4 separate regions of the Sus scrofa genome follow, and all the other regions are linked to region 1. Evidence: chromatin contacts called from public HiChIP or PLAC-seq and promoter capture Hi-C data. All regions are on one chromosome and are shown on one strand. Each heading gives the region's core, a stretch centred on a gene start, on an enhancer-like site or on the middle of the called end of the contact. The rest is flanking DNA. Distances are from core to core; before and after follow the strand shown.

The links. Promoter capture Hi-C pulls out the DNA fragments that hold promoters and counts their contacts. HiChIP or PLAC-seq counts read pairs in DNA pulled down with a chosen protein or histone mark.
Region 2: a contact with region 1 is called in an H3K27ac HiChIP or PLAC-seq map of skeletal muscle, with 3 times the contacts expected there. The contact joins the promoter of LOC100524554 here to the promoter of TSGA10 in region 1. A contact is called at or near these places in 2 of 2 datasets of contacts at active chromatin or transcription factors (alveolar macrophages and skeletal muscle).
Region 3: a promoter capture Hi-C map of liver shows a contact between it and region 1, with 4 times the contacts expected there. The contact joins the promoter of REV1 here to the promoter of TSGA10 in region 1. A contact is called at or near these places in 2 of 5 promoter capture datasets (fetal liver and liver), 1 of 47 Hi-C or Micro-C datasets (heart right ventricle) and 1 of 2 datasets of contacts at active chromatin or transcription factors (skeletal muscle).
Region 4: a contact with region 1 is called in an H3K27ac HiChIP or PLAC-seq map of alveolar macrophages. The contact joins the promoter of TXNDC9 here to the promoter of TSGA10 in region 1. A contact is called at or near these places in 2 of 2 datasets of contacts at active chromatin or transcription factors (alveolar macrophages and skeletal muscle).

The regions. Positions count from the first base shown.
Region 1 is chr3:55,193,237-55,201,236 of Sscrofa11.1, forward strand. TSGA10 (testis-specific gene 10 protein) reads left to right here and starts at 4,473. Exons shown (of 21, transcript XM_021087209.1): 1 at 4,473-4,602. LOC106508550 (a long non-coding RNA gene) reads right to left here and starts at 4,870. Exons shown (of 2, transcript XR_002342527.1): 1 at 3,830-4,870.
Region 2 is chr3:55,673,189-55,681,188 of Sscrofa11.1, forward strand. LOC100524554 (cytochrome c oxidase assembly factor 5) reads left to right here and starts at 3,854. Exons shown (of 3, transcript XM_005655200.3): 1 at 3,854-4,072. The coding sequence starts at 3,974. It overlaps UNC50 (protein unc-50 homolog), which reads right to left and starts at 3,807. Exons shown (of 7, transcript XM_013987864.2): 1 at 3,659-3,807; 2 at 2,343-2,626; 3 at 2,173-2,244; 4 at 1,208-1,328. The coding sequence starts at 2,622.
Region 3 is chr3:54,771,356-54,779,355 of Sscrofa11.1, forward strand. It overlaps REV1 (DNA repair protein REV1), which reads left to right and starts at 4,247. Exons shown (of 23, transcript XM_021087184.1): 1 at 4,247-4,461. The coding sequence starts at 4,437.
Region 4 is chr3:54,927,941-54,935,940 of Sscrofa11.1, forward strand. It overlaps TXNDC9 (thioredoxin domain-containing protein 9), which reads left to right and starts at 3,818. Exons shown (of 5, transcript XM_003124892.4): 1 at 3,818-3,981; 2 at 5,693-5,911. The coding sequence starts at 5,723. It overlaps EIF5B (eukaryotic translation initiation factor 5B), which reads right to left and starts at 2,886. Exons shown (of 24, transcript XM_021087192.1): 1 at 2,630-2,886. The coding sequence starts at 2,664.

The DNA.
Region 1 (8,000 bases), core at 3,223-5,722:
GATTAAGGATCCAGAATTGCCACTGCAGTGGCTTGGTTGCTGCTGTGGTGCAGGTTTGATCACTGGCCCAGGAACTTCCACATGCCACAGAGGTGGCCAAAAAACCAACAAACCAACCAACCAAACAGCTGGCTTCTGGGAGGCCATTGAGAAAAGAACCTAGTGAAATGCCCAAGGAGGATCCCAAATAAACACTGTTCTGAAGAGTTAAGTAAATTCCATGAAATGTCTTAGTAAATGAATTATTTGCTATGAAATAAGAAAAAAAAAAAAAAAAGCAACTACGGAATGAGAAAAACAAAAATTCAACTGACAAGGGCTTAATCTCCAAATATACAAACAACTCTTATAACTCAACAACAAATAAAACAAACAACCCAATTGAAAAATGAGCAAAAAGGAGTTCCTGTCGTGGTTTAGTGGTTAATGAACCTGACTGGTATCCACGAGGACGTGGGTTCCATCCCTGATCTTGTTCAGTGGGTTGAAGATCCCGAATTGCTGTGGATGTGGATGTAGCCAGTGGCTACAGCTCTGATTCAACCCCTAGTCTGGGAACCTCCATATGCTACAGGTACGGCCCTAAAAAAAAAAAAAAAAAAAAAAAAAAAAAGAGAGAGAGAGAAAGAGAAATGAGCAAAAGATCTAAATAGACATTTCTCCAAAGAAGACATACGGATGGCCAATGGGCACATGAAAAAATGCTCGACATCACTAATTATTAGAGAAATGTGAATCAAAACATTGAGGTACCACCTCACACTAGTCAGAATGGCCATCATTAATAGGTCTGCAAATAGCAAACACTGGAAAGGATGTGGAGAAAAGGGAACCTTCCTACACTGTTGGTGGGAATGTAAATTGCTAAAATTTACAATGGAAAACAGGATGGAGGTTCCTCAGGAAACTAAATATAGAACTATCATATGATCCAACAATCCCATTCTTGGGCATATATTGGGACAAAATTACAATTCAAAAAGATACATGCACCCATATGTCCATAGCAGCACTATTCACAATAGGCAAGACATGGAAGCACCTAAACATCCATTGATAGACAAATGGATTAAGAATATGTGGTACATATATACAATGGGATACTACTCAGCCATAAAAAGAATGAAATAATGCCAGTCGTAGCAATATGGATGCAACTAGAAATTATCATACTAAGTGAAGTTAGAAAGACAAATATCACATGATATCACTTATATGTGGAATCTAAAATATAGCACAAATGAACCGTTTTTTTATTAACTACAAAACAGAAACACAGAGAACAGACTTGTTGCCAGGAGGGAGGGGAGAGGGAGTGGGATGAAGTGGGAGTTAGTAGATACAAAATGCTACACTTAGAATGGATGAGCAATGAGGTCCTATTGTATGGCTCAGGGAACTATATCCAGTCTCTTGAGGTAGACTATGAAGGAAGATAATATAAGAAAGGAAATATATATATTTACATATGCCTGGGTCACTTTGCTGTACAACAGAAATTGGTGTGCACTGTGAATCAACTATACTCTAATAAAAAATTAAAAATTATCTAGTGATGGGAGAGTAAAATATGCAAAATATTAACAACACTTGACTCTACATGAGAAAGGATTAAAAAATTGTTCAGTATATTATTTTTGCTAAATTTCTGTATATTTAAAACTTGTTCCAAAAACAAGGTTGAAAAAAAATTAAAAAGAAAACATCAACAAAACACAAAACATACCACATTTGAAGTTGACAGAGGGATGGGTGTTGGCAGGTGAAAATTCTACTACAGAATCACCAATGCAAGAGAGAGGGAACAAAACGGGGAAATTGGAATTTGAAATGTATAACATACAAATGAGGAACTGAATTTTAATTTTTATTTCATTTTATTTTATTTTTATTTATTTACTTATTTGTCTTCTGTCTTTTTAGGGGTGCACCCGTGGCATACGGAGGTTCCAAGGCTAAGGGTCGAAAGCTCACAGCAATGCCAGATCCTTAATCCACTGAATGAGGCCAGGGACGGAACCCCCATCCTCATGGATACTGGTCGAGTTCCTTAGTTCGTTAACCACTGAGCCATGGTGGAAACTCTTTCATAAAGTAACATAAATTAAAATAGCCACATGCAGCTAGTGGTTACTACTCAGGGCAGCGATAAAGGATCAAACTGTTTCCAAGTAAACTTCTTGCATCTCAAAACAAAGCCTAAATATATTTAAGGAAAAGCACAAACCAAAACCTCCATCACCCAGCAATGTCAAATCTGCAATGTTTGGCAGCCAATAAGAACTTAAGCAGCAGAATGTGACTCATAACCAGGAGGGGAAAAATCAAGTTAACAGAAACAATCCCAGGAATGAGACAGATGAGAGAATTTATACATAATTAACAGCCATTTAAAATCCATTCCATACTTCCAAAAAGGCAGAGCAAAGCATGAACATGATGAGGTGAGAAGTGACTTTTTTTTTTAAAATCAAACTTCCAGAAATGACAAATACAAGTTGGACCTGAAAAATACTGTCGGTGGGATTGGCACCATGAAGGGAGAGTACACTTGAAGATACAGCAATACAAACTCTCCAATTAAAAAAAAAAAAAAAAAAAAAAAAGAGCAGAGCATGGATTAGCTGTGGAACAAGCAGCTTAACATGTGGGTAACTTGAGTCCCATTATTTTCAGGGAATGAGAGTGGTACCAAGGAAGAAAAAAGGCAAAATAGAGGTTTCCATGTTGAGGCTTATGAAATGACGGAGAAACCTGATCTTAGAATTGCACAGGATTATCTGTCACAAGGGAGAGAGCAAAGGTACTACAAAGGGTTAGGTGGGTCAGAATGAGGCACTTGCTACTCTACAGGTTTCCACAGAGGGAAGACAATTTTCACTTTCTTGGGCTGGAGGAAGAAGTCAGTAGTCCTTGATAGGAAAAGCAAAGAAAATCTTCATGCCCTGGTTAGTCTTTAAAATCATCTTTTTCCTACATTCTTTCCAAAGTATCATTAGTAATATCTAGGTTGCATATAATTTTTCCCCTAAAGGAAGTACGTTCCTACTTTCCATATAAATAATCCCCCTCTCCTCTCAAGCCTTCAGCTCCATCTGAGTTTTGAGGTTTTGATATTTCCCTCTATTTGTTTTCAATAATGCTTGAAAGTGAGAACGTCCTATTCAAACAATCTCAGTATTTTAGGAGGAAATGAGATTATACCGTTTTCCCTAAGATTACTTTGATGGTCTTTGAGAGCTCATGCTTCTTTATAACGTATTTTATCGGTTAGCTATAATTAATGTACCTCTTGGGACCTCTGATTTCTTTATCTCAAATAACGCGGATACTCAATTTAATTTTCTTTTTTCTTTTTTGGTCTTTTTGCTATTTCTTTGGGCTGCTCCCGCGGCATATGGAGGTTCCCAGGCTAGGGGTCCAATCGGAGCTGTAGTCACTGGCCTACGCCAGAGCCACAGCAACGCGGGATCCGAGCCGCGTCTGCAACCTACACCACAGCTCACGGCAACGCCGGATCGTTAACCCACTGAGCAAGGGCAGGGACCGAACCCGCAACCTCATGGTTCCTAGTCGGATTCGTTAACCACTGCGCCACGACGGGAACTCCTCAATTTAATTTTCTAGTATCTCCACTTACAAAGTATATGATATCTGAAAATAAGGCTACGAAATAATGAGAAAATATACTGGCACAAATCATGATAAAAAATTAGAGCAAATTGGAAAGATGTGGCACATAATTAAATGCACTCCAGTGAAATTTGTTCTAACAAAATTTGTTTATGTCTGTCAATAACATATTGTGGGAACAAAAATGAGTACTCACCTGGCAAAAACAGGAATTACTAGTCTCTTCAAATGTGAGATTATGTTTGAAATACACAGGTGAATACTATAGCAAGATCATCAGAGAACAGCTTTGAAAACCTAGTTTATCTATTTCATTTGCAGGAAATGACAGGGAGATAAAGCCACCATTAGAGTTAAGAAGTAATTGGGATATTTAAGAAAAATGAAACACGTTAAACATTAAAAAATGTTTAGAAGGCAGTATTTCAAGCTGGGCTCCAAAAATTTGCCAGAAAAACGCAATTCTCATTCTTTTTCACTAAAAAGCTCATTTCTTCACTTTTAGGTAATATGGTCAGTACTACCATGGTTGGCCAAAAGTAATACTACACCTGGTTAAGTTAAATGAGTGTTCCAAGGCTGAAGCCTGCTAACTGAAAGACAAGTTTAAATGGTATTAATAAGGAAAACAAACGATACAACATTAAATATCAAGGGAGATAGTATACCCTTTCTCTTTTTTGTGGATAAGGTATACCGGTCAGGAATCTGCGTTTTCATGGCTAGTTCTGTCACTCCCCAGACTGAACCCAGACTGGATTATGCAAGGCAGAAGAGAGTCCGCAAGGTCCCCAGACTGCAGACTGCCAGAGCTCACCGGATCACGCCAGCTCTCTCCCCAGAGGCTGCAGCTTCAGGACCGGACCTGGGGGGCTCCTCGAAAATCGGCTCCTGACTGCGGCTGAAGAGCTCACCACCCTCCCTGCTCCCAAGAGCAACTCTGGGGAGCAAAGAGTTCACTGAACATGGGTAAGAATGATATCCGATCCCCGGGAAAAATAGTACAAAAAAAGCGACAGCGAAGGAGCAGGTGTCTGAGCTGAGAGAAGGCTGCCAGAGGCAAGATAACCATGCACATGCGCGTTCCACCCAGGTGCCGCACAGCCGGCACAGAGAAAGAAAAAGTCTTGGGAAAGTGGATAGCGGCTGGTTACTAGGAGACGGGACGCTCAGGAGGGTCGTCTAGACGCTGCGTGGGCGTGCGCGGCGCGGATGGACCAGGAAGAGGCCTTTTCTCGGCGCCCTGTAAGGCGAGAGGGAGGACGTACGCGTCGCTACGTGCGTGGGTGCGTACGCACTACTTATAGTCCCCGCGAGAGGGCGTGTCGAGCCAGGTACGCGTGCGCACAGGGACTTGGGGCGCGCGGGACGGAAGCGGAGCGAAGGCGCCGGGGAGGTGGAGGACGAGCCCCCTCAGGTACAGAGCGTGAGGGCGGGGCTGACGACGGCGGCGCCGGCCGGCGCTAACGGCCCCAGCCTCCTTCCCGCCGGGTCCCGCCTCCCTCCGCCCGCCGGGGCGGGGCCAGGTCGATTTAGGGTGGGAAGGCGGGGGAAGGGGCGGAGAATGGAGACCGAGAGGGACCTGGCTCCTCAGCGGAGGTTGAGTCCTGGTAGTCGCCAGGATGAGCTCCGGAGAGGACGGCGGGCCGAGAAGCCCGGGAAGGGACCCGCAGCCCCAGGTAGAAGCGTGGGGATGCGTCGGGTTGGGGTGAAGCATCTCCTTCTCCAGAAGGCCTCTGAGAGGGCAGCTGCAAGAAGGCAGGTGTGGCGGGGGTTGGGGACTGTGGGCGACCCCTGAGGTGGGTATTAGCTACTGGACTGGGGGGCAGTAGCGAGCAGAGTTGTGGTCCAGAGAAGCCCTCCAGGAGCAAACTTTGGCCCTGTTGTCGTTTCTTGGGAGCTTAGGGTTGCGCGCTAAGTTCCTATGGTGACCGCTTCGCTTTCTGCAGCAGCTCTCCGCTTGGTTGTTGGGGGGACTGTTCTGTTTAGAGACGCTCTGGAGTGGAGCTGAGGAATTTGGAAGTCAGAGATTTGGGAATTCAACCTGGCTCTTCCTTGACTCTCAGCCTCTCACTTCTAAGCCACTTGATAGACTTTGGGAGGTGAAGGGCCGAGATTGCTTAGGCATTTGCATGAAAATCTCTTAAAATACCGTACACATTAGACACAAGAAAAGCAGGGTAAGCCGACTTTCCTTTGAAAAAAAAAAATCAATTAAATCGAATAACTGTATGGCGATGAACATGGACCCGAGTAGACATAGAAATACACTTTTTTTTTTTTCTCTAAATAAAATCAAGGATAGCGGCTTCAGAAAACGTTTGCACAGATAACAGCGTCTCAGTGTTTACCTTCTTCCACTCCAGGCGGTTATACCTCAGGATATTAGTTGTTTTAAATTTATTGATTTTCAGAATTTCAAATACAACCTTTAAGGAAATAAATAGAATAAAAATCGGGTTGAAACTAGAAGAAAATAGGTTATAGCTATAAAAGGGAAATGTCTCACTATTCAGATCGTCAGGATAAAACTGATTTTTATTTGTATTTTAATTTTGATCAATGAACTAAGCCATCTGGTCTTAATTAGTGGGTAATAAGTAGAAAAGTATGTGAATGAAAAATTTATTTTGAAGGTATACACTTCAGCATTATTTAATGGCAGCTCCCAAAATAAATCTTGTTTACCTTATGAAAAAAAAAATCACATTGCTTATAGCCCAGCATATAATGAAACGTAGATAGTCTCTGAGCTCTCTGTGTTTTCTTTTTCAGTTTGTTTTAGGATACTTTGCTTTTAAGATGCTCCATGTACAGAGGCAGTTAGAGCGGGTGTTATTCATTCCCTTTTCCCATCCAAGCTCCTTCCTATCCCAAGATAGTAATGACTTCTATGATAGCGGCTTGCTTGCTTTTCCTTACAGTTTTCCTTACCATCTTTGTGTGCGAACATGTACATTCTAGTTTGACTTGTTTTTGAGCTTTATACAAATGGAATTGTGCTAAGTATTCCTTTGTGTTTTGTTTCATGAGTCGACATCGTTTTTAAGATTTATCCTTGTTACTGCTTGTAGTTTGTTGTTTAGTGTTCCGTTGTAAGAGTGTACTGTAATTTACCTACTCTACTGTTGGTGAACATTAAGGTTGCTACAGTTTTTGGTAAATGTGAACTCCTGTGAATTTTCTTATACGCATACCCTGTGATAGTCTTTTAAAGTGAGCTAGTCAGTAAGGTAGTTCTGTTTTGTCTTAGTTATGCTATTAACATGAGTCTGTGGTATTAAATTGTTATTAAGTTCTTTTGGTCTAGAAAAACCAATTCTTTTATTTATTTATTTATGGTCACACCTGCGGCATATGGCAGTTCTCAGGCCAGGGGTTGAATCTAAGCCCCAGCTGCAACCTATGCTGCAGATGTGGCAACGTCTAATCCTTCAACCCACTGTACCAGGCTGGGGATGGAACCCGCAACTCTGCAGTGACCTGCGCCTCTGCTATCGGATTTTTTTAACCCTCTGTGCCTTGGCAGGACCTTCTAAAAAAGCCTCTTGAGAACAACTGTTTAACTCCGTCTTATGTTTCCAAGAGGAAGTGATATATGATACTTTCTCCTAAGGCCATTGTTTTATGCTCTTGGAAAAAAAAAGACAAGATTTCTTTACATATTAGTCTGGATTGGAGAAGTGAGGAGCTTGGGTTTGGATAGAGTGACTGGAGAGATTATTTGTTTTAAAGAACTGTTAAACAAATGACCTTACTATTTTGTGTGAAGTGAATTCCCAAAACATTTATTCATTAATTTTTATTATAAATAAACTACCTCAAAAATAACTCATAAAATTTTAGGTAGTTTTCTACCTCCATCTGTTAGTGAAACTCTTCTACTTCAAAGTGTCTAAACTTTTGGAAACCATTTCCTAAAAAGGAAACAAATTGACCTTTTGTGTAACCAGATTTCAGAATCCCACATAAGGTACTCTGGTATTTTTAATTATTCTATAAAAATATTCAGTAGACATTTGTTGAGCATATCTTGTATGTCTGGTATTGTGGTTAGCACTGATTATACTTTTAGCCCATGATCTTACCTCCTAATTCACTGAAAAATTAAAATCCTGCCAGGAAGGAACTTCTTCAAATTTCTACTCCTTATCTCCTAAATCTTCACCTGACCTTGCTTTTCAGTCTTGTCTGAAAAGACAGTGCATATCATTTACCTGAGTTTCCTTTTACTAGCTCAGTGGCCTTTCTCCATTAGGTAACATTAATCCATGTCTTAGGAATCTTTATTGTGTTACACTATAAGGATTCTTAACCTGGAGATAAGAACTTTGGGGAGTTCTTGAAACCCCTAAAAATATTTGTGA
Region 2 (8,000 bases), core at 2,604-5,103, 480 kb after region 1:
AGGTTATAAAGCAAAGTCAGAGGTTGGTATCGTCAGAGGTTAGTGTCTCAGAATCCTGCTTAAAATAATGACAGCTATCATTTACTGAGCGCATACTATCTGCCAAGGTGCTTTTCAGACCACAGTCATCTCAAATACCTTACAAATAGATGATTAGTGCCATCCCCCAAGACAGGAAATGGGGACTAAGGAGCTCACAGTAAGTGACTCAGCTGGCACTGGAACCCAGGTCTACGACCCCGGGTTCTAGCATTTTCTCTGATATACAGGCACCACCACTGGCCCCCTGCTGAGCTGGCTGGCACATCCACACCCTAAGCCCAGCATGCCAACCACACAGGAGCACTGCCCAGGGAGCAGACTGAAGAAACCAAACACTAGCTGTATACTCAGCATACTACCATTTTCACAGCAAACCTGAAGTCTGACAGAGAACCCGGTCAGTAAAACCTGCATGTGTGTCTCAGCAGGAAGGCACTGAAAGTTTAATAATAATTTAAAAAAAAAGGGAGTTCCCGTTGTGGCGCAGTGGTTAACGAATCCGACTAGGAACCATGAGGTTTCGGGTCTGATCCCTGCCCTTGCTCAGTGGGTTAACGATCCGGCGTTGCCGTGAGCTGTGGTGTAGGTTGCAGACGCGGCTCGGATCCCGCGTTGCTGTGGCTCTGGCGTAGGCCAGTGGCTACAGCTCCGATTGGACCCCTAGCCTGGGAACCTCCATATGCCGCGGGATCGGCCCAAGAAATAGCAACAACAACAACAAAAAAAGACAAAAAAAAAAAAAAAAGTCCTTTTTCAAGTGCACTTCACTTAATGTCCAAGGTTCAAAGTCAGATGCCATGACACAACCCTCATCTTACACATCTAGAAGTGACCCATGGACAAACGCAGCAGGAAATTGTGCCATCATCCAGACAACTTAAGCAGAACTGGCTAACTGCGTCTTATTTTTACAAAATCAGGGATTGTGTTAATATGACACAATCATTAGTTTGATTCACTTATTTGCTGCACTTTGACAAGGCAGATCCTTAGAGAACTTTCTGATGTAGGAACTGACACAGGAGGACAAGTTATAATGACCTTGGCTGCCAAAATGAGTGCTTTCAGTTCATCTATCTTGTTTCAATTTCCATTGGTTACTCTCTGAGGCGAGCCAACAGAGGCTCTACAGCAGCATCTGAAAAACCGAAGTTATGGTACTCACCACATTAACGTTGATATGAGCAGACCGACGCCTACGCAGTCTATGAACACAACCCAAAGGAGCAGCTTTATTGTCTCAAAAAATCCCATGTCCAGCACAAAGCCAAATCCTATAGTGGACACTGCAAGAAAGATTTATGAAATTCATTCAGGCACTGTGCTAGGTTCTGTGGATACAGGGCTTGTCTCTGCCTTTCAGATCCCAAAAGTATGTAATCAAAACCCCAAAAGTGTGTTTGATGTAACTGATTAAGAAATGCAGATCATCTGGGAACACAGAAGGGCCAACTGAGATATGTGAATTTTACCGAGGCCGCCCCCATCTGTCTATGGTTCACCAGAGTAGCCCCAATATACAGAACACCACCAGTGCTGAAAAGGCATGCATATACTCAAGTCCAGTTAGAGGTGAAAAAAATCCAACACCCCAAAGGTGGTTCAGACCCTTCCACTGTACCACAAGAGAACTTAAAAGTAGTTTCTCGAGTTCCCATCAGTGCTTTTACAACTCCCACTCTGCACTGGGCTGACCGCAAAATGCAATCTCTAAGCTCAATAGTCCTTTTTCACAGGAAGTTTGCATTTGGGTACCAGTTTCTTTATCATGGTAGTTGAAAGACATGGAACGGAGTGCCCGTTGTGGCGCAGTGGAAACAAATCCGACTAGTATCCATGAGAATTCGGGTTCAATCCCTGGCCTCACTCAGTGGGTTAAGGATCTGGCATTGCCATGAGCTGTGGTATACGTCACAGACGTGGCTCGGATTCTGTGTTGCTGTGGCTGTGGTGTAGGCCAGCAGCTGTAGCTCGGATTTGACCTCTGGCCTGAGAACTTATGTATGCCTCAGGTGCAGCCTTAAGAAAAAAAAAAAAGACATGGGGTGACTCTGTCCTCTGCTTTTCAAAGTTCTGAGGAAACAGGTTACTCTGGCATCTGCTTGGGACCTTCAGAACCAGGAAGAATACCACTTTCCGTCTTGTGAGATTTGTGAGGCTCCAGAAAGGCAGAAACAGTTTCAGAGATCCTCAAATTGTGACCTGTGACATGATGATAACAAAAGACTCTCGAAATGACAAGTCCGACCTGAAAGACTCAATTTATTCTTTAACTTTATTGCAAAAAAACTAACACTTACCACAGAGCCAGACACTTAATAGGACCAAGAAAGCAGGGTCATCTCTGGCCCACTGATCCTTTGTCTGCTTTCGGTAATGGAAGTTTCTGTAAACTCTCTGTGGGGACGTGAACAGGTAGAGCATTTGCCAGGCTGCAAACTCAAAGTCCATTTGCCGAAAACGAAAAAGCCTGCGCAGGTATTTGTAGCGTTTTGCTCCAGCTGTGTGCCTCGCTGCATCCCTGGAATTCAGTGCTCCATTCCCCTGGGATAGGGAATTCACTGAAGTACTTGGTAACATCTTCCTAGATGGAAGAGAAAAAACTCTTTTACAAGTTATCCGAAGGAATGGCTGGCTAGCACCCCTCTTCTGAATTATTTAGGTGGGAGATCACTTTACATTTGGGCTCGGATCCTTAAGAAGAGGGCTTAAAAGGGGATGCAGGTGGTTTTGAGGCCGGTTTGGGGGCTGGAGAACTGATTACACTTCAGGCAAGGGCTGCCCCACGCCCTTCTGAACTGTTACACGGTCCATCCATTCCCCACACTTCGCTTCCCTAGATCCTCAACCACGGTCCCAGCGAGCTACTGCTGAGAGCGACAACGGAGGCGCTGGAGGATGAAGTGACCCTCTTAAGAGCAGAGCTAGTGTTGGAAACAAACTTCCAACTCACGTACTCTGGCTCAAAATTCCACCCTTCAATTTTTGCTCTTAACCAACTAAGGCTTTTAGGGGAAAGCCTTTGCTTAAGCCAAACAGAAACCATGTTATGGACGAGGTAAAATAAATGCCCTATCAGACAGGTCCATCAGTGTATAACCAGCACGTAATTCATTCCCTAGAATGTGATGTCAAAACAAACCAAAACTCCAAAGTAAGTGGTTTAGGTGGGGAATGACAGCGTGGGAGTCCAGCCCCCACGCTCCGTGCCAGCAGCTCAGTGCCCAGTTTCACGCCCCAGGCCACCGGGACGCCAGCAGCGCCTTCCAGGCCCAGCTGCTTCCCGCTGACCCGGGCCGCGGATAGAACGGCCAGATTAAGCATAAAAACACTGGGCGCCCAGTTACATCTGGATTTCAAATACAGGAGTAATTTTTAGTATAAGCAGGTCCCAAACACTACGTGGCACATACGCATAGCAAAACATTACTGAATTATCTGAAATTCAACTGTAACTGGCCTCCTTGATTTTGCCTGGCAGTCCTACCACAGGCCGAGCAGCCGGACCTGGGCGCGGTCACTCTAGGGCCAGGTGACCCAGGGCAGTGAGACGGCAGAGGAAAAGGCCCGGGGCGAGCCCAAGACGTGCGCGGAACCGACGATCGGCAGGTCTCACCTAGAGCCCCGCGGCGACCTCCACCCGCTCCAAACTGACCCAGCACATCCGCGCAGCAGCCGAGCTCAGCAGCCGCTGGACCAACTTCCCTTTCAGCAACGTCGGCGACGCTGGAGGCGCACCACGTCACGTGACCCAGTTTCGCCGCGCGTGCGCAAGCGCGGCCTCTGGGTCTCGCCCTCCAAAGCGCGCTCGCCGGAAGTGGTTGCTGCCGGCTTCCGGTTCCGCCCTGTGCGGGGTCGCTGGCGTCTTACCGTGTCGGGCTCGGTTGCAGACTCGTGTGTGTCCCGGCCGCGGCGGGCGGGAGGCGCGGTCATGCCTCGGTATTACGAGGACAAGCCGGAGGGCGGCGCGTGCGCGGGCGTGAAGGAGGACCTGGGCGCGTGTCTGTTGCAGTCGGACTGCGTGCTCCAGGTAGCGCGGCCGGGGGCTCGGGGTGACCGAAGCCCGAAGCGGGAGGCGGGGCCGGCGAAGGGCCCCGCTCAGGCCGCTGGCGGTTAAAAGACGTGCCTCTGAGTTCTCCGACCTGGGTATTGAGCGCCGCAACAACTTAATGAATTTGGGCAAATCCGCTGTCTAAGCCTCACTTTCCAACGGTGTGAAATTGGAGATAAAGATACCTCCCTATTGGTTTTTGTAAAAGGGAAACCGTTTCAGTTGCGAAAATAGGCATTGAATGCTGCCACTCTGCTAGGTTTTGGAGGCATGAAGGAGAATAGACAGGTTTCCTATTCAACTGATAAGAATCAGTAAGTTAGAGCTTGGCACACTGTGTTGGCTAGTAGCTTCGTTTTTCTCTGTTCAGTTGTGGCTGAAAAGATACTATGTTTTGCCTTGTGTTGGTTAGAATTTGTTGTTGAGCTGGAGTTCCGTGCACTCCTGGGTAAGTTGTAAGCGCCTTTTCTCCACTTTGTATCTTAGAGCTCCCCCTACTGCTGGTTTTGTGCGGTAATGGAAGGTTATTCTCAGGTTTTTCCGTCACTACAGCCACAGCTCTTCTCAGGAGCCAATTTGAATGCAGTGGGTTTCAGAGCTGACGGGGGAGCTGGGTTCTGGCCTGAAAACCAATTAAAGCACAAAAACATTTTCCAATTAAAACAGCCTGGTGAGAGGGTAGTCAGTAATTATTTTTGCATTTGGAGATATGATTTCAGAAAGTTGCCCTCGGAGTTCCCATTGTGGCTCAGCGGGTAACAAACCCGACAAGTATCCTTGAGGCTCGGGTTCCATCCCTGGCCTTGCTCATTGGGTTAGGTATCCGGCGTTGCTCTGAGCTGTGGTGTTGGTCCCGGACTCGCCTCGGATCCTGTGTGGCTCTTGATTCGACTCCTACCCTGGGAACTTAAGTGTGCCACTCGTGGGGCCCTTAAAAAAAAAAAGAAGAAGAAAAAGGTTGCCCTTATTTCAAAGAAAAAAATAACTACCCCCAGAGGTTATATCAGGTGTTTCTACTGATTTCTGCTTTACGTTTGGTTCCCTGATTGGGGCGGTTGGCCAGACTGGCCTCCCGGTGTCTGGTAAAACTTCAGAGCAGATATGAATGTAAGAGATTATCTGTACAACTTGGTCATTCAGCTGAGGAGACTGAGGTGCCCTGTCCCCGGCTGTTTCCTTCCTGCTGCTTCATTGGTGCATGTATTCAGGCAGCTCCTAGTAAATACCTACTAAGTGGCAGCAATTATACCAGGCACAGGTGATGCAGAGATGAATTAGTTACAATCACTACCTGCATCGGCTTGGTCTGATGGGAAGAACAGATGTGTAAGGGGCTAACTTCCTGTGATAAGGGTAATGTAAGCAATTAGGAAATCTTGTTTAATGGGTAGGGGAGGAAAATGCCTTGGGCACCCAATGGAGAGCAACTTACTTGGAATTTGGAAACTTGTCACGGATGAGGTGATATTTGATCTGAGCCTTAAAGATTGAGTAGTGGTTTATTAAGTAAAGGAGTGGGGGCTGTGGAGGTTGTGGGGAGAATCTGAGAGAACAGCATTGCAGAAACAGGGAGGTGTGGGGGCGCTATGGGGAGCTGGCGCCATGCTGGCCTGTAGCCTGGGCAACGTGACCTGAGGCTTGAGTGGAAGGTCACCATGTGTGAAGGCTCTTGTGTGTCAGAGTGAGGAGCTCGGGCACAGAGCAGGACTGAGGAAGGAAACTCTGGAAGTGGCAGAGGAATACTGGTGGCTAGGAGAATAGGAAGTTGGTTTTTTGCCGTGACTGGTTGATTTAGCAAACATTTGAGTGACAAGTCTAATTCAGAGGGCACACAGCTGAATGGGACACATTTGCCTCTATGTAGTAATGGGATCTCTGGGAAGCTTGAAAGCTGTAGGCAGAGATAAGGACCAGGACACATGGCACAGACATTACTTTCCCCCATTGAGTGTGTGGCCTTTTTGTTGCTGAATTGGGTTGACTAGGAGAATGTGATGTTTAAAACAGTCTCTTAAATGGAAATGCATTTATAGTTTGTTAAATTCATCCTGAATGGTCACTTCAGCTGGACTATAAAAGGGCAATACTGAGGCAGTTCTTGTTATGCAAATCCAGGTTGATAGCCTGCCTTCTTGGATGGTGTCACTGGCAGCTCCAGCCCAGCACTTCCTACTAAGGATACATGACCAAGGGAGGTTCTGCTGAGGTTTGTGCCTGCTCTTGTATGGCCACCTAATTTATGATACATACGGTTTTTCGATTCTTCAGCTCCCTGAATAAAGAATTACTGTGATCTCTCGGCAGATGATACCAAAGTCTCTCCTGGACAGTCTATCCCACCTGAAAAGCTGCTGGACCATGTGTTAGGGAGGAATTCAATATAAACTGTTTAGTTCGAGGGCTGCAGTGAGAGATAGTCAAGGAAATAAAGGGGCTCAGAGAAACTCAGGGTAATGGTGATAGGGATGTAAACTCCAGTGGGGCTGGAGAAGAGAAGCAAGGAAAAAGCAGGTTCAAAAGGCATCTCTTGGAAAAACGTCTTTGATCTCACAGGATTTTATGACTCCTGGGAGATCAAACAAGTTAAACTATGCCCAAGGAACTCAGTTACAAGTTAACTCCTTTCTGTCTCCATTAACAGCTTCCAGACCTTTGGCTTTTCATCACAATCACCTGTAGATGGGGGTGGAGCACTTAAAAGTACAAATTCCTGGAGTTCCCATTGTGGCTCAGCGGTAACAACCCAACTGGTGTCCATGAGGATTCAGGTTCGATCTCTGGCCATGCTCAGTGGGTTGAGGATCTGGTGTTGCTGTGAGCTGTGGTGTATGTCACACGGCTCAGATTCTGTGTTACTAAGGCTGTGGTGTAGGCCAGCAGCTACAGCTCTGATTAGACCCCTAGCCTGGGAACTTCCATATGCCATGGGTGCAGTCCTAAAAAAAATACAAATTCCAACTATTCTCATCTCTCTTACAAATTAAAAAGTGGCCCAGGTTGACTTTGGGCACAGCCATGTTTGGGAACCACTGAGCTTGACCACACAAGCTTGGAAGTGTGTTAGTTAGGTTATAGGTTCAGATAAATGTTACAGAGACCCAGAATAACAGTGGTTTAAACAAGATAGAGAATTCTCTCTTTTGCTCCTGTGCCTATAAGCAGGATCTAGTCTAATCCATGGACACTGTTGATCTGTGGTCTCAGGGGCTACAATGGGAGGCAAGATGTTACTCTCACACCCATGGTCAAGATTGCCTTGCTTCCTCATCATCAGACCTAATAACAGGATGGAGGAAAGTGGGGCAAGCCACTTTCTATTAAGTACCAACCCAGAAGTTTTACATGTCAGTAAATATAAGGACTATTTTATTGGCTAGAACTTAGTCACATGACTACCCAGCTTCGAGGTGGCTGGGAAATCTAGCCCTGCCATATGCCCCACTAAAAGGGAAGCGTGAATACTAAAGGACAGTTAGCAGTCTGCCATCAGAAGTGGAGGTGAAGGAAGATGAAGTAACCTTTCTCTTAAGTTTGGTATCTAGATGGATCTTCCCACTAGGCAGTTGGCAGTATACCCTGAAAGCCTGTGAAAAAGAAACAGTCTTGGATATAGTTTGGGAAGCCTTAGTTTATAAATTACAGTCTTTTGTGTAGTTGTAGTCTTTTATCTGTCTCCACATTGTTCATATGGGCCACCCCCTTACAGAGTTTAAGGGAGGAACCTAATAATGCAAAGAAGCTTGCTACTGTTTTGTCCTGGTTCACTTTTGAGATTCCCTTGATGTGGATGACAATTCAGATCTAGGACCCAAGCAGACGTAAAAACTAGAACCAAGATTACCGGGGATCAGGAATGCCATAGATGTGGTACCCTCCAGCTTTTTTTCACGGTAAAAACTAGGAGTGT
Region 3 (8,000 bases), core at 2,997-5,496, 420 kb before region 1:
AGTTCATTAGAATTTTTCAAGAAAATGAGGAAAAACAAAAAGAAAGGGAAAGCTCATTTGCCACCGTTAGAGGAAACGATTATTAGACAATACTGTTCTATGGAAATCAGTAGTTATAGGAAAATAATTAGGCATTTGCTTTCCTCTTTAAGGAGAAATGATAGTTTCACCCCAGGTGCTAAGGGACAGTTCTTCTCAGAAGTGAAGTGCTGGCTGATAAATGTGAAAGGAACAATGGAATTATAAAATCACTCCTTTGCAACCCAATGAAAAGGCTGATTCAGTTCAGGATCATCAAAGGATGCTGCAACCACTAGGTGAAAGGTTGTTGAAGAGAATGGTCACTTGGTACAAGGTACCACTTCATAGCATCCATAGGGGAAGATATAGTTTTACCATGGAGAGATCTGGCTGTTACCACCCAGTCAAGTGATTTAACTTCCTAGTATTACTAGTAGTGGGACAACCTGAACCTCCTGGTATCATGGAATATGAAGTACATAGCATTGTGTGTGCATAGTTGTTGCCAATGTGGAGTGGGAAATGAGGGTGGCAGTGCCCAAAGAAATGCCACAATTTGAGAAATTTTATCCTGCCCGATGAGCCCAAGGTCCCACTAGTAAGTAACCATACCTGTTTAATAACGGAATCATAACATTATTTTTGCCTTCACTATATGTGCACAATTTTTTTTCAAATGGCTACTAAGGTGCTATGTCACAAACACTAAGTCCGTTGTTGGGCCCTCCCTCCTTAATAAACAAAAGTGTTAGGTATTTCTTTTGGCCTAAAAATGCTGTGGGAAAAAAATTCATGTAGACTAAATTCCATGATCAATCAATACAATGCCTCCTTTGCACATATCCTCACCTAGCTTGCCCTTTGCTTCTTTCATTAGACTCGCTTTGCAAACCAGATGCTCTGGTCTGAGCCACCCCCTGGGCACCTGAACAATTACCTGTGCCCCTGACTGCCTCCCAAACCTGTGTTCCATGCAGCAAACAGAGTGACTTTCTGACTTCACTTTATCCCTTAAAACCATTCAGTTGTTCATCATCCTGAGGATGCAGTCAAAACACAGGCACATGCTTCCTGCTCTGACCCCTGCTCGCTCCTGCCACCTCCTTTTTCAGCACACACCCCACTGCCCAGCCCACTCCCAAACTTCACACTTTGCCATTCTGGAAACTATTCCCTGTTCTCTCTCCCTTCTCTGACTTTACACGTGCTACTTCCTCCATGGGAGTGGCTGGTCTCTTGGACCTTACGGAGATGCCACTCTGCCTGGGAAGCCTCCCCGGGCCCCTTCCTCTGTGCTCCATACATCACCTTCTGCCGGCAGCCCTGAGCCTGTACTGCAGGTGCACGGTTACTTAGATGCTTCCCTCACTACACTGGAAACTTTTTCAGAGTAGGATGTGCATTTTGTTCACTGTTGATGCGACAATGAACTGCCTTCAGCATGCTCATCACAATTATTGAATCATCCTGAATTTTGTGAACGATGCTGAAATATGTTGACTTGTTCCAGGACTCCTTGCGGATACCAAAATCCCCAGACCCTCAAGAACCTTATGTAAAATGGCCTGGGAATTCCTACTGTGGCTCAGTGGGTTAAGAACCCAACTAGTATCCATGAGGATAGGAGTTGGATCCCTGGCCATGCTCAGTGGGTTAAAGGATCAGGCGTTGCCGTGAGCTGTGGTGGAGGCTGCAGGTGCTCCTTGGATCTGGTGGATCTGTTCTGATCAGGGCTGTGATGTAGGCTGGCAGCTGCAGCTCCAATTCAACCCCTAGCCCAGGAATGCCCATATGCCTTAAAAGAAAAAAAAAAAAAAAAAAAAAAGTCTGGGTAAGCCAGCTCTGGTTCCAATTTCCTTTCTAAGTTTTTGTGGGCTTGTGCTCATTCTTATTATTTCGTCTTTCAGTATAAATTGCCTTACAACATAACAGCATATATATTATCACAATCAGCAAGATCACTCTTTCCTGAGAGTAAATCACATGAGTTACAGTGTGTATATCATCCAGGGGACTGGAGAACAAATCTTTGTTTTCTAAAGATTTCATGTTCTTGTCTTCTGTGTCTGATATGTGAGACTAGATGTGCATTTTCCAAGAAAAGTTTACTGCTGGATACAGAGGTTAAAGGATATGAGTCAAGGCCTTACCTAGGGCTGTCCCCACAAAGGTCATGGTCTGCACTTTCATAGGATCTTGAGATGTCAGTAACTTTGGACATTTCAAAAAAGGTTTTTAATAAAGTTCAGAAAAGAGGAATAAGGTGTAGTGCTCCAAAGTGCTTCCCTGTGTGGGAGTCCAGAGTGACCATCTCAACTGCTTTACCTAAAGCTTTCCCCAACTCCCCTTATACTGGGAAAGATAGTCCTCCTAAGAATAAATGGAAGGAAATAAATGAAAGAATGAATATAGGAGTTCCCACTGTGGCACAGTGGGTTAAGAATCCCACTGCATGGGCCTGAGTCACTGCTTGGTCCCTGATCACATGCCGAGGGTGCAGGGAAGGGTTTGGGGGAGAGTGAATGTAAGTGACTGAATAAAATTAAAATAAGAGCGTCTGCAAGCATTGTGTAATATTTTATAGGCTAGCATAACAGATTATTCTATTTTTATTTTATTCTTTTTATTTTCTTTTTAGGGGTGCACCTGTGGCACATGGAAGTTCCCAGGCTAGGGGTCAAATGGGAGCTGCAGCTGCAGGCCTATGCTACAGCCACAGCCTCACCAGATCTGAGCCACATCTGCCACCCACGACGGCAGCCTGCAGTGTGTATATGTATGTATATACACATTTACATTTATATATATATGGAATACTGACACACACATATATACACATATACTGACACACATATAAACATAATAAGGGGATGCCACTTCTGTGGCATCTCAGACGACACCCTGATCTTGCAGCTGGCAACTGTCTGTGAGCCTGTTGAAATTATGCCATGTGCATTAAGTTGTGAGGTCTCAGAAAAGCATGCAACCTGACTTTGAGACGTTAGCTAACAAGAATACTGAAGTCGAAGTGCATTCATAAGTCTATAAAACGGCAAAAACGAAGAGGCTTAATTTAAAAAAATAAACAAGTCATTTGAATATTCTCTGACTTACTAGTAAACATGTCTCAGCTCTGCAAAAATAAGTTTTCACAAGAGTACTAATTGTTTCCTAAGCACGTGCAAACTCAAGACTCTTAGGTAAGGGAATAAGGGAAAAGTGTGGAGACTTTACAGGGATGTTTGCGTCATGTTCGCGCATTACAACAATAAAGACTACTGGTACTGTAATACAATACCAACGTGAGATCTCCAGGCAAACCAACTCTGCCAAGGGGGGAAATGGTCCTTACGTAACTTTTATTTTACGGTCTTTTGCTGGAAGGCCCTCAATTAAAATGGTATTCAAGCATACATAACGTTCGATTTTTTTGTTTTTATATTAGTGGCAAATTGCTTTCGCGTGTAACCTCAGTGCTATTTGTGGAATGTGACACCTGCCGAAGGTTTACAAATGTCCACGTGATTGGAGGCGGGCATTCATCGCGTGGGCAATAGTGTTCGAGCTCCCTGCGGGAGCTGGCAATGCTTAAATCCCGTGGCGCAGTGTACATTCCCACTAACCTCTGTGGGCCCTCATTCCCACTTGCTCCCTGACACAGCAGTCTCAGTTCACGTGTGTCCCTTTCTCCACTAGATGTCACTGTAAATCAAGTGCTAGTGGCGGGGCACCCGGGTGTTTTGCGGATCTTCAGACCTGTCTTCTAGGGTTTTAAGCATGGTCAGTCCCTGCACTTGTGTCCTCCCAATTGGGGAGTGCAGAGTGGGGCGGAGATTCACTGAGGCGAGGACAGCGCCGCGACCCGGACTTAGAGGCCTCAGGTCTCGGGCTGCAGGGCTGGCGGCAAGATGAGAAAGGCGGGCCAGCGCGGCGCTCCTCTCCTTCCAGGCGAGAGAGACGGTCACGTGCCGCGGAGGCGTGCCCCCTGCGGGCGGGCTGGGGAGGGGCGCCGAGCGAGTCGTTTAGGGTCGCCCGGGGCAGGGCTGGAAACTGGCGCGTGCGCCGCGCCAGGCGTAGTGCGGGCCGGGGCGGGGACTATCGCCGCAGCCGCGCGCGCAGGGCGGGCCGCCGCGGGGCGGGGTGGAGCCTGGGAGCGCGCCGGCCACCGGAGGGGGAGGGGCGGCCCGGGGCGGAGCTGCGGCGCGCGCTCCCGCTGGAGGGGGAGGGGCACAGCAGCCGCCGAGCGCGCGCAGACCGGCCCCGGCGAGCGTGTGGCGAGTGTGGACCGCGGCGCGGCAGTGCGACTCTTTCCCTCGGCCCTCTTCCCCGCCCCCAGCGAGGGCACCGTGCGGCGGCGGCGGTGGCGGCGGCGGCGCCCGGGCCCGCGAGGCCGGAGGAGGCGGCCGTGCCCGGGCATGGTGGTCTGGGGCAACGCGGAAGGTGAGCGACCCCTGGGCCGGCGGTGGGGGCGGGGTGGGACCGGCCCCGCGTCGCCCGGCAGCGGCCCGAGCGCGGACGGCCTGAGGCGGGGCGGGGTAGGGCGCGCCAGTCCGGCCACCGCGGCGCGTGGTCGCGCGGCCTGGGCGGCCCGCGGCGCCCGGAGCGCCGCAGCTGCCGGGTTATGTAACGCGTGACCTCCCCTTCCCCCTCCGCCATGGCGCGGCCGGCCCGCCGCCGCCCGCGCTCGGGCGCCCCTTCGACGCGCCGCGCGGACGACTCGCGCCCGCGGCCCTGCTCGCCGCGCCCCCGCGTCCCGCCGGCGGACGCCTCCCGGGCCCCGCTCGGACTGAGCCGCAAACTCCCTCCTCCTGCGCCGGCGCCGGGCCGGCCATTCAGTCCCGCGCCATTCATTCGGGCGCGCGTCCGGCGGGTGGCTGGGGAGCGGCGCCTGCAGTCGGCTGGGGTCAAGCGCTGGATTCTCCACCCGGTCTCCTTCCGCGGCATCGCCCCCCTTCATTCCGCAGCAGCCCCCTCGCCCCCCACTGGATCCCGGAATTGGTGTCCGACTCTCCGAAGGCAATTTCTCCTCACTTCGTTTTCCGTGTTACTTATCTCTTGCCTCGCTGTGCAGGGCACCTTTCCGCAGGTGTCCTGACAAGTGCCCCTTTCACACCTGCCGCTTCGCTTCCTGTGAAAATGATTCAGCACCTGTGCCGATGGAAAGGGGCATTTCCTTTTCTCTCTAACCGCTTTTACTACTGAAACCCAGTGTGTAAAGAAATATCTTGGTGTATCACTCCTGAGTTGACACCCGGCCCCCCCCGATTTAAAAAAAGATTGCAGATGATTTCTGTTTCTCACGTCTTTTCAGATAACTAAGCGTGGAAGTGGTATTTAGGTGAAAATAACATAGACTAGTAGATGCCATAAAAGGGCTTGTAGCTAACTGGTAAGGACTTTAACGATGCTGAATTGTATGTGTCTGCTTTTGCTTGGCCTCTCCACTGTAGGATTGAGAATTAGCCATTTCCTCTTTAAGGTAGGACAGTCACAACCTTGCTTCTTTCTGGGGACTGCACAGTAACCCATCCTGTTAACTTCTACAGGCTTTCCAAACTTCATCGCAGCTTTCCCACGTATCCTTGGCTTAGAGCAGATGGTGCTAGCCTGTAGTTCCCTCCCTGTACTTCCGATGACTTTTGGAAGCTCATCTAAACTCCCTCTTTTTCCAGGACTCCTTCCCTGGTCTAGAAGGCTCTCCATTCATTTGTCACTTACCCTGTGTTGCTCTGATTGTCCTTTTATTCATAGCTTCTTTTTCTCTTATCTTTATTTAGGTCTATTGAGGGCAGAATCTGTACCCAAATTGTCATAGAACTTTGCTCCTGTTTTCATAGTAAGCAGTACAGATTTAAGATTTTTTTTAAGGTGGAATCACACTTTTAGGATTAATTTCTTTGAAATCTCAAGTAGAAAATGCCTTTTCAAAATTCTGTGTTTGAATATGTATGGTCACTCTGTTTTCTCCACCCCCAACTTCAAAGCTCAGATTCTGTGTAAGAAAAAAGAAACCCTGTGTTCGCCAGCAATAGGCTGGTCACTAACAAGAAGTTAGAACGACTACATGTAATATGTATTTCATAGTCTTTTCTTTAATAGCTGCTATGGTAGAAAGACAGGAACTTCAGAGTTAGATGTAGATTTCATTCTGACTCTGTCCATTATTAGCTGTGTAACCTTGGACAATATAAGTTACTAATAGCTCTGATTTTTTTTTTTTTTCTCATTTGTATAATGAAGACATTTCCCACCTTGGGTAGCTGAGGAGTAAATAAATGAGTTCTTAAATGTAAGGCATCTAGTGAGTCCCTGGTATGGTCCGGAGATAGTGATCCCTTTGGTATAGCTCTTTATTGCAGTTCACAGTCTAGAGTGAGTTGGGATGTGCTGAAACAAAGTGTGAGAAGAAACTTCTTGTCTCCAAATAAATGAACAAGTCCTGAACTAAAGAGTAGTTAAGCTCTTTCTGCTTCTTAAGAGCTATGAGCGTGTGCGGCATATTGTAACTCATACAGTATGCTAAATAGAACATTTGAAAGTGAAGGAAATACCTTTTAATCTTGTTTTCCACCTATAACTGCACCCACTAAAGCATTAACATGGATATTAAAAAGAATCTCTGATTTTTTTCAAAGTCAGATTACGAATGGAGGTTGAAGAAGGATATTTAAAAATTTTTTTCAGGAACAATTAGGTTGCATACTGTTCTCTTAGTATCTCATCTACTTAGAAATAGTATGTTGAATCACAGCCTTCAGTTCAAGTTTCTCTCACTTAGACTGTTATAACAGTGCGGTAATCTTATTTATTTTATTTATTTATTTTGTCTTTTTGTCTTTCTAGGGCTGCACCCACAGAGGTTCCCAGGCTAGGGGTCCAATTAGACCTGTAGCTGCTGGCCTACACCACAGCCACAGCAACACAGGATCTGAGCTGTGTCTGTGACCTACACCACAGCTCACGGCAACACTGGATCCTTAACCCACTGAGCCAGGCCAGGGATCGAACCCACTTCCTCATGGATGCTAGTTAGGTTCATTAACCACTGAGCCATGAGGGGGAACTCCTAGTGCAATAATCTTAAATCCATTGTCACTTACATGCTCAGAATCCTCCCAAAGCTTCCTTTACCCTTAGAATTGAATCAGAATTCTGTGCTGTTTCTTGAACAAACCAAACTGTTGCTGTCTTAGGGATATTGTACTTGCTGTTCTTTTGATTGGGCCACCCCTTCCTCCTGGTGGTTATCTTGCCCTGAAATCTCTTTGCTGCTCAGATGTCATCCCTTCTCTCATCCCTAAAATAGAAGCCAGCCCTTCCCTCTGTTATTTTCTATTCATTTTGCTTTATTTCTCTTGGCACTTATTATAAGGTGAAGATAGACTCTTCCCTTATTTACCCATTTCCCCTATTAGACTGTCTTGCTCTAAGACCTCCCCCCTACTGGAGGCTAGAGGTCTTGTCTGATTTGTTCATGGCTCTGTCCCTGGTGCTTAGAAGGGTGCTTGGGACATTGTAGGCTCTCTGTAAAACCTTAGTGAATGAGTGATGTAGTTGATATTAACATCAGTAGTGGGGTCAGACTCCTGGCTCCTACAGTTTGCTGATTGTTGTGGCTTTGGGCAAGTCAGTATCTTCTGGTGCCTTAGTTTGCTCATCTGTAAGATGGGACAATAATACCTACTTTATAGGATTATGGTAAATAATTGAGTAAATATATATGAAGTGTTTATAACAGGGTTATTTCAGTTTTTAAAACCAATACTTGAAATTACCTTGGACTATAAAAATGCAATCACTGAATTTGATCTTTTACTGAATCTTTTTGGTTACCGAAGTATGTCTATGGAACTCCTTTTTAAAATAAATCCGTTTTGTGGATGTCTAGAACAGATTAAAAAATAAACTGCCAAGAATGGTGACCAGTATTCAGTCTTAATGTGTAAGTCAGCTTTTTCATTCTTAAGATCTGTGGAAGA
Region 4 (8,000 bases), core at 2,568-5,067, 270 kb before region 1:
CACCTCCCCTTGCAGCCCTGCCCCAAATGTCTTTTTGTGTAACACCAAAACAAAAAGGTGCAGCAATTCTGGTTAAATGGGGCTCTGCAAACTCCTAGATTTTCTTAGATACAATCTGAAAAGGATTCAAGCAAAGACGTCCACAAAGCATTAAACAAACTTGACATTGGCTTATGAGAAAATGCCTTTTTCAATGACACTGCCACCTTTCCTTCAATATGTCAAAAAAAAGACTACAGATTTAGTTTCAGGGGGAAAAAACCGAGTAATATTCCTCTCTACCACCAAGCCAATTATTTAACAACAGGCTCCAGTGTTGGCACTTTAAACTTTACATCATCCATGAAAATCTTTATGAATCAACAAAAGACACTCCCTTTTCTTTAAAAAAAAAAAAATACAGAGGAGAACAAATCTCTCAAGAGCTTTTTTCCATTGTGAAAGAATTTGGAAAGTAAAAACTAAGTACAAATAATATGGATTTTTTTTTTTTTTTTTTTTAATCTAAAGAACAGACTTCAGGAGTTCCCACTGTGGCACAGTGGGTTGAGTCCAACTGTAGCAACCTGGGTCATTTCAGAGCCGCAGTGGGTTAAAGGAACTAGTGTTGCCACAGCCGCAGTGTAGGCTGCAGCTGCCGTTCAGATTCTATCTCTGGCCCAGGAACTTCCATATGCTGAAGTGTGGTCATTAAAAAAAAAAAAAGAAAAGAAAGGAAGAAAGCACAGATTTCTATAATCCTGATCCAAATAAACCAATTGTAAAAATATATATATTTTTTTAATAAGAATCAGTGAAATTGAAAAACTAACTGGGAGTTCCCGTCGTGGCGCAGTGGTTAACGAATCCGACTAGAAACCAGGTTTGGTCCCTGCCCTTGCTCAGTGGGTTAAGGATCCAGCGTTGCCATGAGCTGTGGTGTAGGTTGCAGACGCGACTTGGATCCCGCTTTGCTGTGGCTCTGGCGTAGGCCGGTGGCTACAGCTCGGATTAGACCCCTAGCCTGGGAACCTCCATATTCCGAGGGAGCAGCCCAAGAAATAGCAAAAAGACAAAAAAATAAATAAATAATAAAAAAATAAAAAACTAACTGGATACTTTATAATATTGAAGAAATTATGGATAGTATCCCTTAGATTGAATGATGGTGTTATGGTTGTGTTTTATATTATGTTTCTGTGGTTCTTTTTGACCCTCAAGTAATTATTTTTCAGATATGCCTGAAAGACTTACACAGGAAAGGATTTTTGAGAAGTCGCTTTAAAATATGCTGCAGGTAGACCAAAAAGACCAGTTATGTGACAACAATGTTTGAAGCTGGGTAATCTGGTTAATTAGTACATGAAGCTTTACTACACTCATCTATTTCTTGTGTAAGGCTGAAGGAAAAAAAAATCCTATGCACCAAAACATCCTGTCAAAAGCAGAGAAATTTTGTCCCACTAAATCACCCCAGAATTCTGCTTATTTTGTCTTATTTACCTGGTTTAACAATAAGGTCTACTCTTCAAAGCAATTAACTTCCTCCAATACACCTGTAACTGAAATACAAGACTTACCTGGATGTTTTTTAATTCCATTCATCAGCTAGGTGAGGGCCAGGTGAGGACACAACTAGTAATCTTACTTTAAGACCACCGTTTGAGCCAAATGATGAACTAACACAGGTTGTTTTTATGTTTTGAATTTATCTTACCCCCGCCCTTAGCTGTCTGAACTTAACTGAGAAGTATACAAAGGTGAAAAGTAACAGCTATTTTTCCTTCCCAGGAAATAAACCCTTTCAATGAGAAGAGAAAAGAACTCAATCGAAGATGACACCCAGAAATGTTCCAATAATCTCAGGGTACAGAACTCTACCTACATCCTTACACTCCACTTCCAAAGGCTTTTAAGTGGTTAGAAAAGAGCGACCCTGGCTGGTTTGTTTCTCTCCTTCTCCTTCCTTAGGGGAGGTGCTAGAGAGCAAAGAAATGACCAAAAGACAGGCCGGAAGAAAGAAAGCAAAAAGCATGGAGTCTGGACAATCAGCCTTTAAGTAAGTGAAAACTGTACCCAAATTAACTAAAGTTAAGAGGGAACCAGCTTATCCACTTCTTCCTAGAACTCCTACATACCCGAGCAGCTGAGAGGGTGGGAAAACCTGGCTGTGGGCATATCAGATCCCAACTCCCTGTGTCTCCAAGAATTCAGAGGTACAAAGGCAAAAAAAAAAAAAAAAAAGAAAAGAAAAAGAAAAAAAAAAAAAAAGAACTCTTCTTGACCCTCGCCAATAGTGCGGCCGCAAAAAACCTCCCAACCCCCGGGCCGCGATGGCCAAGCAGCTCCTGGCCCGGTGAGGCCGCCCGAGCCCTGGGCCGCGGATCCCTAAACAACTGGCCGCGACCCCTTCCCCGAGCCGGGAGAGGGGAGCGAGGGGTCCGAGTCTCGGCTGGGAACCCGCCGGCCGCCGAGGCCCTCGCGCCCGCCCGGAACTGGGGTCTCGGTCCCGCGTGACCCGCTCTGGGCCCGGCCGGTGCCCCGCCGAGTGGGTCTCGAGCCTCGACCCCGGTCCACCTCGGGCCCGAGGGATGCGCGCGACCCCCTGAGCAGCGCCGGCCCCCACCGTGGGGACCCCGCCACTGGCTACCTGTCTTCGCTCTTGTTTTTCTGCTTCTTCCCCATCCTGTGTCAGCGGCGCTCGCAGACCCAGCCCCTCTGTTCGGGCTCTCACAGACCCACAGTCCTCCGGCTGACTTCGGGCTCCGTTCGGCTCCGTCCCCCCTTCGCTGCCGCCTCTCGCACCCGGCTCTCCACAGACCCGCGCACTGGGACAGGGCACATATGGTGTGAGCTCTGAGTGCGCAAGCGCATCGCCCCGCCGCCTCGGCGTGGGGACGCAGGGCGAGGCTCATCGAGAGCTGCGCCTCGGGTAGAGCGTCTCCAGTGACCCGCCCGCCAGGCGGGAGCTCGAGCGCCCCCTGCCCACAAGCGTCCGCCGAGCACCGACGCCCGCGCAGTTTCCAAGTTCTAGAACCCAAAGTGGACAATGAAGCTGAAAATTTCCCGTCAAGCCCTACCGGGAAGGGAACACACACTTGGGGAATTGTAGCTTAGTTCAGAAATAAACTTTGTGATTCCCTGCCACCATTCCACCTCTATACTTTTGTACTCTCAGCTGCGTGAAGTTCAGGAAAGAACCACAATGAACTAATGGTGAGCGGTCTCCACGTTCCCAAGGGACGAAGAGAAATCCAGGGACGTCCTTGGGCCTCTCAGTCAAGTTCATGAATTTTGCAGTATGTAATTACCGACCCCCGAAATAAACAAAAACCGGAAAACAAGAACACACTCATTAACTCTCCAAAGTAGATCGTAATCTTTACATCCAAAGCGAGGGCGAGTGCTAAAAATTTGTCCGGAAAAGTCTCGAGGGAACCCTATTGGGGTTATGAGTGTTCTATATCCCCATCTAGACGATGATAGGACGAGGGTTAACTACATAAAAACTAATCATGCCGTTATAAATTATAACTTAGCTTTTTTTAAAGAGGGGAAATTTTCAATCAACAATAAAAATGAAGCTGGATTGTCACTCCTAAGCAAGATAGAAGCTACTTCATTTCTGATGGAACAGAATGTCAAAGCCTAAGAAAGCCAGCTCCAGGATGAGCACTATGTAACTACAACCTCCGGCATACTTTGCTCTCTCGCAGCTGGAGTGTTTACCCGAGGCTGGAACACCTCGGTTCCCGGCGGCTGGGGCAGGGAGGGTGGGGAAGGAGCGCCTGCGCAGAAGGGCTCACCTCACACCTCCCCCCCCCCAGCCCCCGCAACTTCCTGGGGCTTCGGAGATTGTATCGCGTGAGAGTCACAGCCAATGAAGAGGCGGAAGTGACGACTCTTCGCTGCCACCCGCAGCTGCTACGAGGCTGCATCCTGAGTGGATTGCTCTTCTGCCCCGCCAGGTTCTTCATTTCTCAGGTATCGCCGAGAGATCAGGTGAGGCAGAGGGTGGTTGTGAAAAGACCAGCTACGCATGCTGGGGCTAATGGGCACCCAGCTGCTAGGCATCCGGCCGGGGCGGGGGAGGGGCGCGGCTCAGACGCAGGTGTCCGCGCCGCGGAGGCTGCTTAGGCGCATGCGCCCCGGGAGGCATTGAAGTCGGGGCGACCTGAATTCTGCCCTCATCTGTTCCTGGAGGCGCCGGGAGTGGCCAGGATACTTTGGGGAAGTGTCTGGCTTGCAGTGAAGGGTGAGGCCCCAAGGTTGTTTCGGCGGTACACGGGCGAGGGGGACGGGGGGGGAAATCAAGGAAGTGGTTAGGTGATTTGAGGACAAGTGCCTGCCCCTCATTCAGTTGAACTGAAAAAAGAATCAGAAGCTTCTGGTTTCTAGAATTAAGAATGAAGTTGTTAGGATCACTGCACCATCTGCTTTCCACCCTTTCTGAATGCGGTGTCCACCTCCACCCGGCCCCAGAACAGCTCTTGTTTATTGATTCTGCATCCAGTTATCGCAAATTCTGAGCTCAGCCTATAAAACTTCGGCGATGAGCATCCTCTAGAACCCTGGTAATAACAGGTTCTGACAATCAAGTCAACGTTTAGAATCTAGATTTCTGCCTCATCCGCCCCATATGGAGAGTCACAGCCTTGTGTTTTTCTCTGGAGGTAGGGAGAGTGACATAAATTTTATGTATTTGAAAAACAACTTCTTTAAAATTTTATAGCATTAATGTGGATCTTAGATTTTGGTTTTTTAAACCCAGAAATACTTCTAAACTTAACGGTAATTTGAACAAAAGCTAGGCACATGTTCCTTCAACCATTGACAAATGTTTTTTGAGCACCTGTAGTATTCAAGCACAGCTAGCTCCAGGAATACAAGATGAAATGAAGGGCATTTTTTCAGCTTTTTTCATGTAAAAAAGTGGAATCAGAAGTGAGGATTGCAGGGAGCGCCTGTTGTGGTGCAGCTGAAACAAATCTGAATAGGAACCATGAGGTTCAATCCCTGGCCTTATTCAGTGGGTTAAGCATCTTGCATTGCCGCAAGCTGTGGTGTAGGTCGCAGACAAGGCTCGGATCTGTCATGGCTGTGGCTGTGTCATAGGCTGGCAGCTGTAGCTTCAGTTCGACCTCTAGCCTGGGAACCTCCATATGCCACAGGTTTGGCCCTAAAAAGCAAAAAAAAAAAAAAAGAAGAAGAAGAAGAAAAAGAAGCTGGGCGGATGAGTTTGTTCCGATTCTTGAAAGTGCTTCAGTAGTAGATGCAAATATTTCATAGTTAATTGAGATGCAACAGTCTCTAATAGGTAAATTATAAATTGAATTCTGTGGTAATAACCCAAGGATACACATAAAATCACCATCTGATTATTGCTGGTAAAAAAAATAAAATTATTTTAAAATATGTAATTGAGAGAGTTCCTGTAACCTATTGAAATTTTAAAACTTATTTAAATAAAAATTTTTGGAGTTCCCTGGTGGCTTAGCAGTTAAGGACCTGGTATTGTCACTGCTGTGATATGGGTTCACTCCCTAGCCCATGCTGCAGATGTGGCCAAAAAATTTAAAGAATTCTTAATGTGAAGTGTTTGGTTGTCAGCAGAACACTATGTGGACTACAAATTTTAAACTTGCTGGCATCTTTGAAACTAAGAGAAAATGTGATCTTTTTTTTTCTCTAACATTATAAACCTTCTCCCCAGCATCAAGGCTGAACTATACCATTTAGAAGAATGGAAGCGAATGCATCTGTTGACATGTTTTCAAAAGTCCTGGAGAACCAGTTGCTTCAGACGACCAAACTAGTGGAAGAACATTTGGATTCAGAAATTCAAAAGCTGGATCAGATGGATGAGGATGAATTGGAACGCCTCAAAGAAAAGAGACTTGAGGCACTAAGGAAGGCTCAACAGCAGAAACAAGTAACCTCTCTGCTCTGCTTTCTGAAATTGCTATAACAGTATGCTTCCAACAACTTATATATCCATGTACTGCAGTAGTCACATTTCAGTCCTCAATTGTAGGGTTTTTTGACCTCAAAGAACCTATTGCTGTTAAAAATTTGCCTGGTGGGGGGGGAGGAATAGATTTAAAGCTACATTCACAGTGGAAACGAATCCACCTAGGAACCATGAGGTTACGGGTTCAATCCTGGCCTGGCTCAGTGGGTTGAGGATCCAGCATTGCCATGAGCTATGGTGTAGATCACAGACACGGCTCAGATTCTGCGTTGCTGTGGCTCTGGCGTAGGCTGGCAGCAGTAGCTCCGATTAGACCCCTAAACTGGGAACCTTCATATGCCTCAGGTGTGGCCCTAAAAAAAACAAAAAGAGAAAAAAAAATCTATATTCAGAATTAGCCTGATTAGTATGTTAATCTACAGTCAAGTACTAGAAATACTTACCTAGGATAATTTTCTGAGCTCAGACGTGTGGATGAGGAAAAAATGAATGAGGAGGAACATGGGGAGCAGAGGGTTTGTGGTTTTCCCTTTCAGGTAGAGTAGTGATTTAGCAGTGCTCAAAGCAGGCACCTTAAGAGCTGGAAGACAATTTATTTTTGAAGGAATTATTTCAGGCATTTGCAATGTAACATTTAATTGTGTGACTGATTTATTAGAAAGAATGCATGCTAGGTCACAAAGAAAGGTGGCCACAGCCCTGTCCTTGTCAGCCTTTTAGAGGATGACTATGGAACAGACTCTGATCAAAACCAATCAGATTAAATTCTGTAAATTGAGTTTTGATCTTAATGTTTCCATTAGTTTATGTTACATTGAAGTACATTATCACCAGCTTTGGTTCCTCTCAACTGGCTGTGCCTAAAACATTAGCTTTTACTTTTCTAAAGAAACAGGAAGTTTTGTTTGTGCTGCTGAGCATCTGTTTGATGATGCTTACACTCTCATTGCTTAGAAGAATTGCTACAAAAAGGAATCTTACAGTGTGACTGAGTTCCAATTTTTATATCTCTAGTTTTCTAAAACACATGTGGTTTTGAAACCATATATCTATACGTATACATACACATACACACATATATTTACATATATACAGGGTTTTTTGTGTTTTTTTTTGTCTGCACTCTTGAATTAAAAATTCCCCAGCCAGGGATTGAGCGTGTACTACAGCAGTAACTCTAGCTTCTTTAATGACAATGCCAGATCCTTAACCCACACCACAAGAGAACTCCATGTATATATACAGTTTTAAAACCAGACTACTTCTCTCAATTTAATGCTAATAATGATTTAAGGTACTCTATGGTGAGGTTCTGCTACACCTCATTTCATGATTAAGTACTTTTGAATCTACCTGATTGGCAGTGAGAGGCATACATTTAATGAATTTGTGAACAGTTAACAATAGTCTGAATATTTTTAACTAAAAACAAGCAGAGGCAGGCAGTCTTTAGGGCTTTTCTAAATTAACACACAAATCATTTTAACATAAATCTGCCCTAGAGTAACCCAGAGGGTCTTATTTAGAGCTTTCATTGCACTTCAGTAGGTGTTTTTTTATTAAAATGTTTTCTGAGGAAGTAGGCAAGAAGGCTTAATGGTTTTTATAGATACTCTTTCTGCAAGAGTGGTGTAGATTGCATAGTAATTTTGATTTTCTAATCCTTGAGGTATTGAGGAAATCAGTATATTTCCTGGTAGGGATCGAACCCGTGTCCTCATGGATGCTAGTCAGTTCGTTAACCGCCACAACGGGACCTCCCCAAGCAATATTTTTTAGAGCTTTGTAGGAACTTGGATCAAATGCTTCTGATTTTAGTAGTTTTAAGCAAAAAGAAATTAAATAGATCTTTACTAAGTCTCTGTTTTTATAGAGTCTAAATTTTTATTTATTTATTTATTTATTGCTTTTCAGGGCTGCACCCGCAGCACATGGAGGTTCCCAGGCTAGGGGCTGAATCGGAGTTACAGCTGCCAGCCTACACCACAGCTCACAGCAAACGCCGGATCCTTAACCCTCTGAGAGAGGCCAGGGATGGAACCCGCAACCT